Regions from separate parts of the Canis lupus genome. Here region 2 is linked to region 1. Evidence: chromatin contacts called from public Hi-C data. All regions are on one chromosome and are shown on one strand. The core of a region is the stretch at or near the end of the contact, and the rest is flanking DNA. Distances in the headings are between cores, read along the strand shown.

Region 1 (4,875 bases), core at 1,971-4,470:
CCAGAGGGAGGGCATAAAACGATCTCCCTTCCAACTCTGAGCTGGGGAGACTTGATTCTTATTCTAGGGAAAAATCCTCCCCACTTCTGGGTTCCCTTAAAGAGAACCCTTTTCACTGGCTCTCTCCCTCTTGACCTAGATCTGTTCCTCAATGAGTTTAGAGGGTTGGGAATTAAAGACATAAAGGAGAAAAAAAAAAAATTAAAGACATAAAGGATATGTCTTGCAGGCCACTTCTGCTTTCCAGAAGTTCCTTGAGACAATCAGAATGCCTGACTACATTGTTAAAATGGGGTGGGGGTGGGAGGGAGAAAGAATAAAAATGTACGGAGAAAGATAGAAGTTAGTATTTCAAAAATTATCCTGTTTCAAAAGGAATGGCTAAAGCACACCAGCCGGAAGGAGTAGGAGAGAAAATTGGAGAGAAAAAGAACACCCAGATGCCATGCTAGAGAACTTGGGACTTTTTCCCTCCAGGCATGGATTGCCAATAGCTTGTGCTATAGGTAGATCTGCAATTCAGAGTGGAGGTTACTTAGAATTGTGGAGAACTGGAGGGCAGAAGATCAGCTCAGATATGTCTGCAACGGGTCCTAAGACACACAGCAAGGGCCTCAGCGCTAAAGGGGTGAGGCCACGTGGTTGTGCAACGCAACTGTGGAGGACCCTGCAGGTGGCCAACATGGCAGTTCTACAGAGAGTCTTAGCGTAGAAATGAACAGATTTGATATACGTGGAATGAGAGTAGAGGGAAATGAGACTCCCTACCATGTTTTTTTCTGGCTAGGGTGACTAAATGGGTGATGGTGCAATTAGCCAGGATAGGAGATTCAGGAGGAGCAGGTTTGAAGCAGCAAACATGATGGGCCTGAATTGGATGTCACTGTGGGCATGCTGGTGAAGATGTCTAAAGCCACCAAGCACAGGCATGAGGCTCTCAGAGGAGTTGGTGGCTGATTGGAGGAGGGGGGAGTTTCAAGAAGGAAACCGTGGTCAACTGTGTCTTACCCTGCAGAGATTGTGAGAGAGAATACTGAAAGAGATCCACTCGATTTGGCAACCAGAAGGTCATTGTTGACTTTAGCCTGACCAGTTTCAGGTGCTGAGGAGGAACAGAAGCGGAACGAGATGGTGAAATGAAAAAGCAGAGACTCCTCTTTCCAGGTAGCTTGGCTGCCTTGGGGAGCGAACCTGCGATAGAAGTTGATAGCCTCCCTTCCCTCTCCTCCTCTTGCCCCTTCTCCTCCTTTAAGTAGTGGGAGAAGTCTGAACCTGCTAAAGCTAAGGATTGAATCCTGAGTTGAGAAAGTGGGGAAGACAAGAAGAGTGAAGGTCCGCCACGGAGCTGGAAGGTGGTGGGGCCAGAGGACAGGTGCAGGTGAAGGAAGATATTCCTTCCTCTGACATTCCAGTGGAGTAGGTGGGCACCCCGTGGTTCCCCGCAGACTTCTTCGGCATCATGGGCAGGAAATGAAGGGATATCATGCAACAAATATTTAATGAGTCCCTACTTTGCTTAAGTCGTGGTGTAAATTAGGTAGACACCAGAGAATGAGGAAATATTAGAAATGTGAATCATTCAGAGGTACAAATCTAAAGTTGTTTGGAGGAAGGGAGGGGATGTCTAGGGCTTCCTGAATGATGAAAGGAAGGAAGGAAGCTTGGCAGAGTATTTCCCTCCCAAGGCAGCAGGTAGCAAAAATAGCCCGAGAGAAACAGGAAAAAGTCTTATGTGGGAAAAAATGGAAGAAAGGAAAGAGGCAAACAGTAACAGCATGTTCCAGGTTCTAAACATCAAGCTAAATTAGGCACTTTATAGGCAAAACAATCCTGTGAGAAAGGCATTACTATTTCCATTTTATTGATGTAGAAAGTGAGGATCCAGTTCTTTTTCTGTCTTCAATTCCACTTCTCCATAGAGGATTAAAACGCCTTGGAATATTGGAAGAGGAATTCCAATTCTTGTGTTTTAAAATTTTCATTTCACTTGCAAGCCAAGAGAAAAGAGGGCAATTCTTAGTGGGCTTGTGCCGTGAAACTACGTAGTCTCAGTAGGGCCTTGGTTAAGGATGGGCCAAAGCTTGGCTGCATTCGAAAGAGGCCAAGGAACTTAGAGGAGGAAGTGGTTGCCGCGTTCCTTCTGCGGAACCACACGGGGGCCCTGAGACGGGCGGCCTGTTTCCTGGGTCCCGCACAGCCAAGCCGGTGGGAAGAAACGTGCTCCCTAGGCAGAAGCTTTATGTAAATGCCTATTTTCCAAGATCCTCAACGTTATATGGATTATCATCCACGGAATGCATACTGAGAAATTACGTGACATTTGGAAGTAAGACATGCACTTCCATACATAACTCTTAACAATAGAATAGGCCGCAAAAAAGATAAAAACCAGCGTGCAGTCATAGACGCTTTTGGCAATCCCTCCCTTAAACAGTGTATTTATAGGATCGGGGAGCAGTGGAGAGTACCCAGACAGGCTCCTGGTGGTCACACGTGGATTATAAAGCATTATTCGACTGTATACCTTTTTTTTTTGCACTTTATTTTTTTTTAAGATTTTATTTATTTATTCATGAGAGACAGAGAGAGGCAGAGGGAGAAGCAGGCTCCCTGCAGGGAGCCCGACGTGGGACTCGACCCCGGGTCTCCAGGATCACGGCCTGGGCTGCAGGCGGCGCCAAACCGCTGAGCCACCCGGGCGGCCCTTTCTCACACTTTAATACTCTGCGCGCCCGTCTCTCTTTTTGGCGGTCGGGCTCTAAGTTCCACCTGACGCGCCGCAACGTTGCCTTGGGGTCGAGCAGAAACTTTTTTTTTTTTTCTTTCTTTTTTTTTTTAGAAAAGCACGGCTGGCGTTGCGCCGAGCTAGAGGCCGCGGCCCCGGGCCCTGCAGCGCAGGAGAGGAGCAGCCGCAGCCGCCGCCCCCGGGCGAGCGCGGGCCCGGGCCCGGGCGGGAGGCAGCTAAGGCGCCGCGCGGCCGGGAGGCGGCGGCCGAGCGCGGCGTCACGTGGCCGGGGAGGGGCCTGCGCGCCGCCAGCCCGCCCGCCGCTCGGCCGCCGCCGCCGCCGCCGCCGCCGCGTCCCATTCATGAGGGCCGCCCGGCTCGGCTGCGGCCCAGGCGGCTCCGGAGGCAGCGGCGGCGGCGGGGCGCCCGGGCCTCGCGCGCGTCCTCGGCCGGCCCCGCCCCCTCGGCCCCCGGCGAGCGCGCCGTCCAGCCGCCGCCTCCCCTCGGCCGCCCGCGGGCGCCGGCGCGGGTCGGCAGCGGAGCCGCCGCAGGTAAGCGGGGCGGGGGCCCCCCAGTCGCGGCGCGGCCTCGGCGCTCGGGGGAGGCCGGGACCCCTGCCCCCGCGTCGCCGGCCGGCCCCCCCGCAGTCCACGTAGGCCGCTCGGCGCGCGGGGTGCGCCGCGGGTGGGGGGGCGCGGGGCCGCGGGGGCGGACGAGGACGCGGAGACCCTGAGGCGTCCCGGGTGCCGCGCGCCGCGGCCCGAGGGCCGGTCACTGAGGGCGCCCGCAGCTCGCGGGGTGCTGGCGCGGAGGCCGGAGCGGAGGCCGGGGTGACGCGCGGCCGAGCGGCGCGCGGCGAGGGGGCCCGGCCGGAGGCCGCGCGAGCCGCCCCCGCCCCCGCCCCCGCCCCCGCGGGAGGGGGCCCGGCGCACGTGAGCCGCCCGGAGCCGGGCTGGGAAGTTGCAGTTCCCCGTCCCCGGCCGGCCGTTCGCCCCGCGTCTCTGCCTCCGGCTTGTGGACCCGGCCCCGAGTGTGAGTCCTCGCTCGCTTCTCGAAGCCCCGTTCCCCTCGGCACCTCTCAGTCTGTAGCGAACGTGTTGAGAGCCAGTCTCAGAGCGGGGGCCCCTCTCTCAACTTTTAACCCCGAGGGTCACCGTTTTCTCCACTCTTCTGAACAGATTGAGAATATTCTCCTTGAGAATTCCGTATGACGTTTTGAAGGCATACTTAAGAACCAGGACCGGAAGGATCACCCTTCCTTTCAGAAAGTGCTGGAAGTCTGAATATTTGAAAATGCTATAGGAAGGGTTGCTTAAGCCGCTCTACTAATTTTAAATTGTGCATTTCGGGATGATTTTTCCAAACCTGTTTGTCTTAGACCGAAAAAGAGTCTCTTGAGAGTCTTGGTGTCAGGCCAGGTCCTATTGCAGCTCTGCCCAGTAGAGATGCCCTGTGTTAACTGTTTATTGAAATCTCGCCGGGCTGGTTCATAATTCTTTGACAATGCAGTTTTGAGATACATTTGAAATATTTACAAATTATTTAGTGGCCCATATGGTTTGTATGTTGATGGTCTGAGTTTCGTGGCTTAAGAATGAAAAGCGTGGCGGGCGATGCTGGGGTGGGGTGAGGGGAGATACGGAGGTGGGGGGGGCTGCTGAGGTAGGGGGGGTGATACTGAGGTGGGGGCCGTGCTGAGGTGGTGGGGTGATGCTGGCGTGGGAGGTGAGGCTGAGGTGGGGGGGGTGCTGAGGTAGGGGGCCGATGACGAGGTGAGGATGCTGGAGTGGGGGGGATGCTGAGGAAGGGGGGTCGATGCCGAGGTGGGGGGGGGGATGCTGAGATAGAGGGGTGATGCTGAGGTGGGGGGAATGCTGAGGTAAGAAGGCCATGCTGAGGTGGTGGGGTGATGCTGGTATGGGGGGGATGCTGAGGTAGGGGGGCGATGCCGAGGGGGGGGGTGCTGAGATAGGGGGGTGATGCCGAGGTGGGGGAATGCTGAGGTAAGAAGGCTATGCCGAGGTGGTGGGTGATGCTGGAGTGGGAGGGGAGGGTGAGGTGGAGTGGGAGGTGGGGGGGCCCATGGTGATGTGGGGGGGGGGCGGCAGAGCCCACAAGGTGCAGGGGAAGGATTCTGGTGTTCGCCTAGT
Region 2 (4,861 bases), core at 623-3,122, 200 kb before region 1:
CAGAGACATAGGCAAGGGAGAAGCAGGCTCCAAGCAGGGAGCCTGATGTGGGACTCCATCCAGGGTCTCCAGGATCATGCCCTGGGCTGAAGGAGGCGCTAAACGCTGAGCCACCTGGGCTGCCCTAGAATCTAACATTTATAAAGTGGTAATAAATGTAAAATAATCTAGAGATTTTTTTTTTCCTACAGGAATGACACTCAAACTGATAATAAATAGGAAATATGACATATTCTTTAAGGAAAAACTTCCATCTTAGGAAACAATTCTTAGTGGGGTTGCCTGGGTGGCTCAGTCAGTTAAATGTCTGACTCTTGATTTCAGCTCAGGTTTCAATTTCAGGGTCTTGAGTTCAAGCCCCTCCATGGATTCCACCGTGTGCCTGGAGCCTACTTAAAAGAAAAAAAGAAAACACTTCGTAGTGTGACAGCATGTAGTATCTGTACCAAATCTGCTGTTTCATTTAATCAATGTACTTTATCCTCAAGCTAAGCATATGTGATTTTTTGGTGCCAGCCAGTTTTTTAAAAATACATTTTCAGGTTGGTGCTTCCTTTTCAAATGAACCAAGTCTTCATTTTCTTTTTTCTTTTCTTTTTTTTTTTTTTTAGGTCTTCATTTTCTATGCAAGCTTCCGGTTGGAGGTAGGATTAGATCTCTGACTGCCACACCCAAAGAGTTCTTAGCACTTGACAAAGGCAATTAGTTGTCAGGGCTCACTGACCATCACATCAAGCCTCACTGTTGAAAATGGAAAAGTTTTATCAAAGTCTTCCAGTAGTAAACAAATAGTAGTAACTTTAAGAAATACTCACTTCCTTCACTTTGATATATAAAGCATTTTGCATTTAAGTTAAAATCTCAACTGAACCCCTACTTCTGTTCCAAAGTTCTGTTAAGAAATGGTATACTCTTTCATACACCCACTCACCGACTTTAAAAGGAAATATTATAAAAATAAAAATAAAAATAAATAAATAAAAGGAAATATTCTGGAAAAATGACCCGACCCAAAGTCTCCACCCAAAAAGAACATGGTGTTGTATTTTGGAGTTTTCTCAAGGTGCGCGATCTACACCCTCAATCAACCCTTCTTTGACAAATACCACTTTTAAAAAAGTTCTAATTATGGAAATGGATGCTGAGCTGAGAAAATTGCTAATTTGAGTTGGTTATTCCTACTAAACGTAGCTACACAGCTGCAATAACAGCTGCAGCATGTGGGGGGGGGTGAGGGGGTGGACGCTGGGCTTCGTATTTTGCGCAAACTCTCTTGAATCGGGCAAGTTTACGTTAGAAACTAAACATAGTGCAGGAGTCAGCGCGGCGGGGCTCGGGTTTCACAGGCCCGGCTGCTCGCGAAGATCGCGGCGCCAGCGAGCTAAGTCCTACTCCCCGAGCTCCAAGTTTGGGCAAAGGGACAAGGTTCGCGCCTCGGGACTTCCGGGCGTGGCCTCGATGCGGGAGCTGGCCCCTGGGCTCGCATCCCGGGAACGCGCCAGTACACCTGCCCAGGTGCGCTCCGGCCGCCGGGGGCCGCCGCCGCCCCCCGCCCCCAGACGCCCCGCGGAGACGCGTCCCCGGGGTGGGCCTCACGCGCCGGACGGCAAGCGCCACTCACCCTGCACAGCCGCGAGAATCGGAGCGCTTCGGTGACCCCCCGGCTGCCCTGGCTGCGGCCACCAAGTCCCCTCTACCGCCGGAGCCCCTAAAGCCAGCACTTCCGGCCTCCGCTCAGCAAGCCGGAAGGAAGCCCAGTCACCATTGTCGGCCGACGGAGTGGGCCTGGCTTAGTAGAGGGGCGACGGGCGGGGGAGCCGCCACTGTGCTTGGGGGGTGCAGTTTTGAACGAGTGCACGGGAAGGGGTATAAAGCGGGCGACTCAGAATAGACAAGAGTGTGTAACGGTCCGTTCGTGTAATGGTTGGGCTGAGTTTCCGTCTTTTTATACCTCCTCTTTCAACGTAAAGCTTCTCTTCCCCCCCCTTTCCCGTTGGAAAATGGGTGAGCCCGTCCCGTTGGTCGGCCTCCCCGCACATTCCAGGGCACGGCCAGGGGCGGGGCCCGCTAGCCCAAGTCCTTGTAGGGACATCGCGGAGAGGGCTGCGCGGCCCACGTGACCCGCCCCCACGCCGCTCCCGGGTGCGGGCCCGGGCAGCCGGCGGAGGTGCGCCTGCGCGCGGGGCTCCCCACCCCTCCCCCCTCCCCTCGCCCCCCGCCCCCGCCCATCCCGAGTCTGCGTCTCTCCCCGTGAGGCCTTGGGGCCCGAGGTGTTATCTGTGCGTCCTGTACGGTCGGCTTGAAGAGTCCCAGCCCTTCCACCCTGCAGCGGAACTTCGGAAGTCTTCGGGGCCCTCAGCCAAGCGGCCACTATCTTTTTGGCCCAGACGGACTTCATGAGGTCACGAATGATGGAAGACTTCCTCCCTCTTCAGAAACGTCTGTGGGAATTTTTCCCACCAGAGAGAGCTCCGATTAACAAGGAGAGACTGGATTTGACCAGGAGGGAAGACAGGCGGCCAGCGAGACCTGGCCCCGACCTCTCAGTGTGATGCAGACTTGGTGAAAATAGGAGTGAAAAAGTCGTGCCTGTTTTTCTCTCAGCTCTCTTTTCCTTGGACAGATTTTTTTTTAAATTTTATTTATTTATTCCTGAGAGACACACAGAGAGAGAGAGAGAGGCAGAGACACAGGCAGAGGGAGAAGCAGGCTCCGCGCAGGGAGCCCGATGTGGGACTCGATCCTGGGTCTCCAGGGTCATGCCCTTGGCCGAAGGCAGGAGCCTAACTGCTGAGCCACCCAGGCGTCCCTCCTTGGGCAGCTCCTAACCAGGAATCTTGTTAAAGGAAAGACCTCCCCAGTTCTGTCCAAAGCCTGGTGAGAAAGACTGTGGTGCTGGTCACCTCAGCTCCTTTGATCTCCACTATGACAGGAGTGAGTTGGATCTGATAAACGCCCAGGCCGTCCCAGCACTGACCAGGTTCAGTGCCTAGTTTGGCTCGTGGCCAGAAGTTCTCTGACCTTGGGGGTGGCCCTGTGTTCCTTGCCTCTCACTTGAGTTACTCTGCCGAAAAAGAAGGTAAAACCTCTAGAATAACATATTCTGAATATTAATAAAGCAGAGTTTGAGGACCTCAGGAACATTTTATCTGTTAACCAATAGCATATCCCAACGGTAAACATTGAAGTAAAAACCACTGAAAAATAAGTAACTGCCCTAATTGCATAGAGTGAGTGACAGGAAGATGTTTAGTTTCCTAAAGTTTTGATAATAATCACTTGGGGGTACTGGTTAAAAACACAAAATACTGGTTCCTTATCTCCAACCTAATGGTTCAGAATCTTCTAGGGCACGTGAAGCCCTCTGTTTAGCTGGGGTCCTGAGTAACTCTGACCACATGGGGACACAGAACTAGACAGCTTAGGGCTTAAGACGCAGGGATAGGGCCAGCTCTGGCTGGCTTAGTGGTGGGGGGACTGCAGTTTGGTTTTGAAGTTTGGCTTGGGCAGCAGCGTGAGCACCCTGCAGTGCACTCATACCTCCACAGAGGGGTGGCCTGCCACCACGGAGCGAGGAGCGACCGCTGGAGCCTTCTAGCGACTGTCCTTTTCTTTAAATGGGTAGTTTAGTCTTCTCAGCTCAAAAGGAAGCAGTAGCGTTCTCAATAGTGTCAGATGATTGCCTTGTCTTCTTTCCTTCCACTCAGTCAACAGGTGTTACACAGAAACTGCATTTCTCAGCACTGTGGTGGGATTGGTGGTTTATGCTTTTTTGAACTAGGACATAGTTGCTACCTCTGGGATGGAGGGAGATGGAGTAGAAAGGGTTGCAAAGTCACAGGGAGTGTTAGGGAACAGTTATAAAACAGATCATTACAGTGACAATTAGGTAAGGCCTTTAGGAGGAACACGGAGAAGGAAATAAGCCCATCTGGGGAATTTGTGGAAGATGGCCCCTAGAGAACTATGGAAGAGCTGATTCTAAAAGTCAGTGGGGAAGGGCACCTCTGCAGAGCATGTGACTCTTGATCTGGGATTATGAGTTCAAGCCCCACATTGGGCATAGAGCTTACTTTAAAAAATAAAATTAGGAAAAAATATAAAATAAAATAAAATAAAATAAAATAAAATAAAATAAAATAAAATAAAATAAAATAATAAATAAAAAAAATAAAATAATAAAATAAAATAAAATAAAATAAAATAAAATAAAATAAAATAAAATAAGGGCAGCCCTGGTGGCTCAGCGGTTTAGCGCCACCTTCAGCTCAGGGTGTGATCCTGGAGTCCCGGGATCCAGTTGAACTTCAGGCTTCCTGCAAGGAGCCTGTTTCTCCTGCCTGTGTCTCTCATGAATAACGAAATAAATATCTTAAAAAAATAAATTGAAAAAATTAAGAATTAAAAAAGTCAGTGGGAAAAGAGAGAAGAGATTCCAAGCAAATGGAGGAACATGCTTGATGGTCTGAGGGTGATCAGAGGAACTTGGTGATTGAAGATGAACAAGAATTGTGTGGTCAGTGTGCATTCATTTATTCATTCCATAAGTGACTCTGGGTATACAAAACTTAGCAAGCCAGTGTGGAAAATAAAAATCTTGATGAAATGTTTTTCAAACTTCCATCTAATGTATTGATACCTAGTTTTAATGATTGGACCCACTGCCAAAGACCTACGACTCCATGGTGTCTCTATTCTTCTGAACCCCACAAGAGATCTTGGCTCTCAGGTAACAATCTCCTTTTTACCTTGTAACTAGAAGTTTAGAGACTTGGGTTCTACTTCATATTCTTCCTTTAGCCTACTAAGTAACACTGAGAACTGGTCCCTCAGCTGATCTGAGCCCCAATTTTCTGATTTG

What was found. Hi-C and Micro-C count contacts between places; a contact is called where the count stands out from the background.
Region 2: a contact with region 1 is called in a Hi-C map of blood, with 5 times the contacts expected there. The contact joins the promoter of LOC607207 here to the promoter of LPIN2 in region 1. A contact is called at or near these places in 5 of 9 Hi-C or Micro-C datasets (amygdala, blood and liver).

Annotation. Positions count from the first base shown.
Region 1 is chr7:69,724,920-69,729,794 of UU_Cfam_GSD_1.0, reverse strand. LPIN2 (phosphatidate phosphatase LPIN2) reads left to right here and starts at 3,220. Exons shown (of 20, transcript XM_038543718.1): 1 at 3,220-3,276.
Region 2 is chr7:69,919,993-69,924,853 of UU_Cfam_GSD_1.0, reverse strand. LOC607207 (myosin regulatory light polypeptide 9) reads right to left here and starts at 1,872. Exons shown (of 4, transcript XM_038543726.1): 1 at 1,622-1,872. LOC106559074 (a long non-coding RNA gene) reads left to right here and starts at 4,319. Exons shown (of 3, transcript XR_005362606.1): 1 at 4,319-4,729.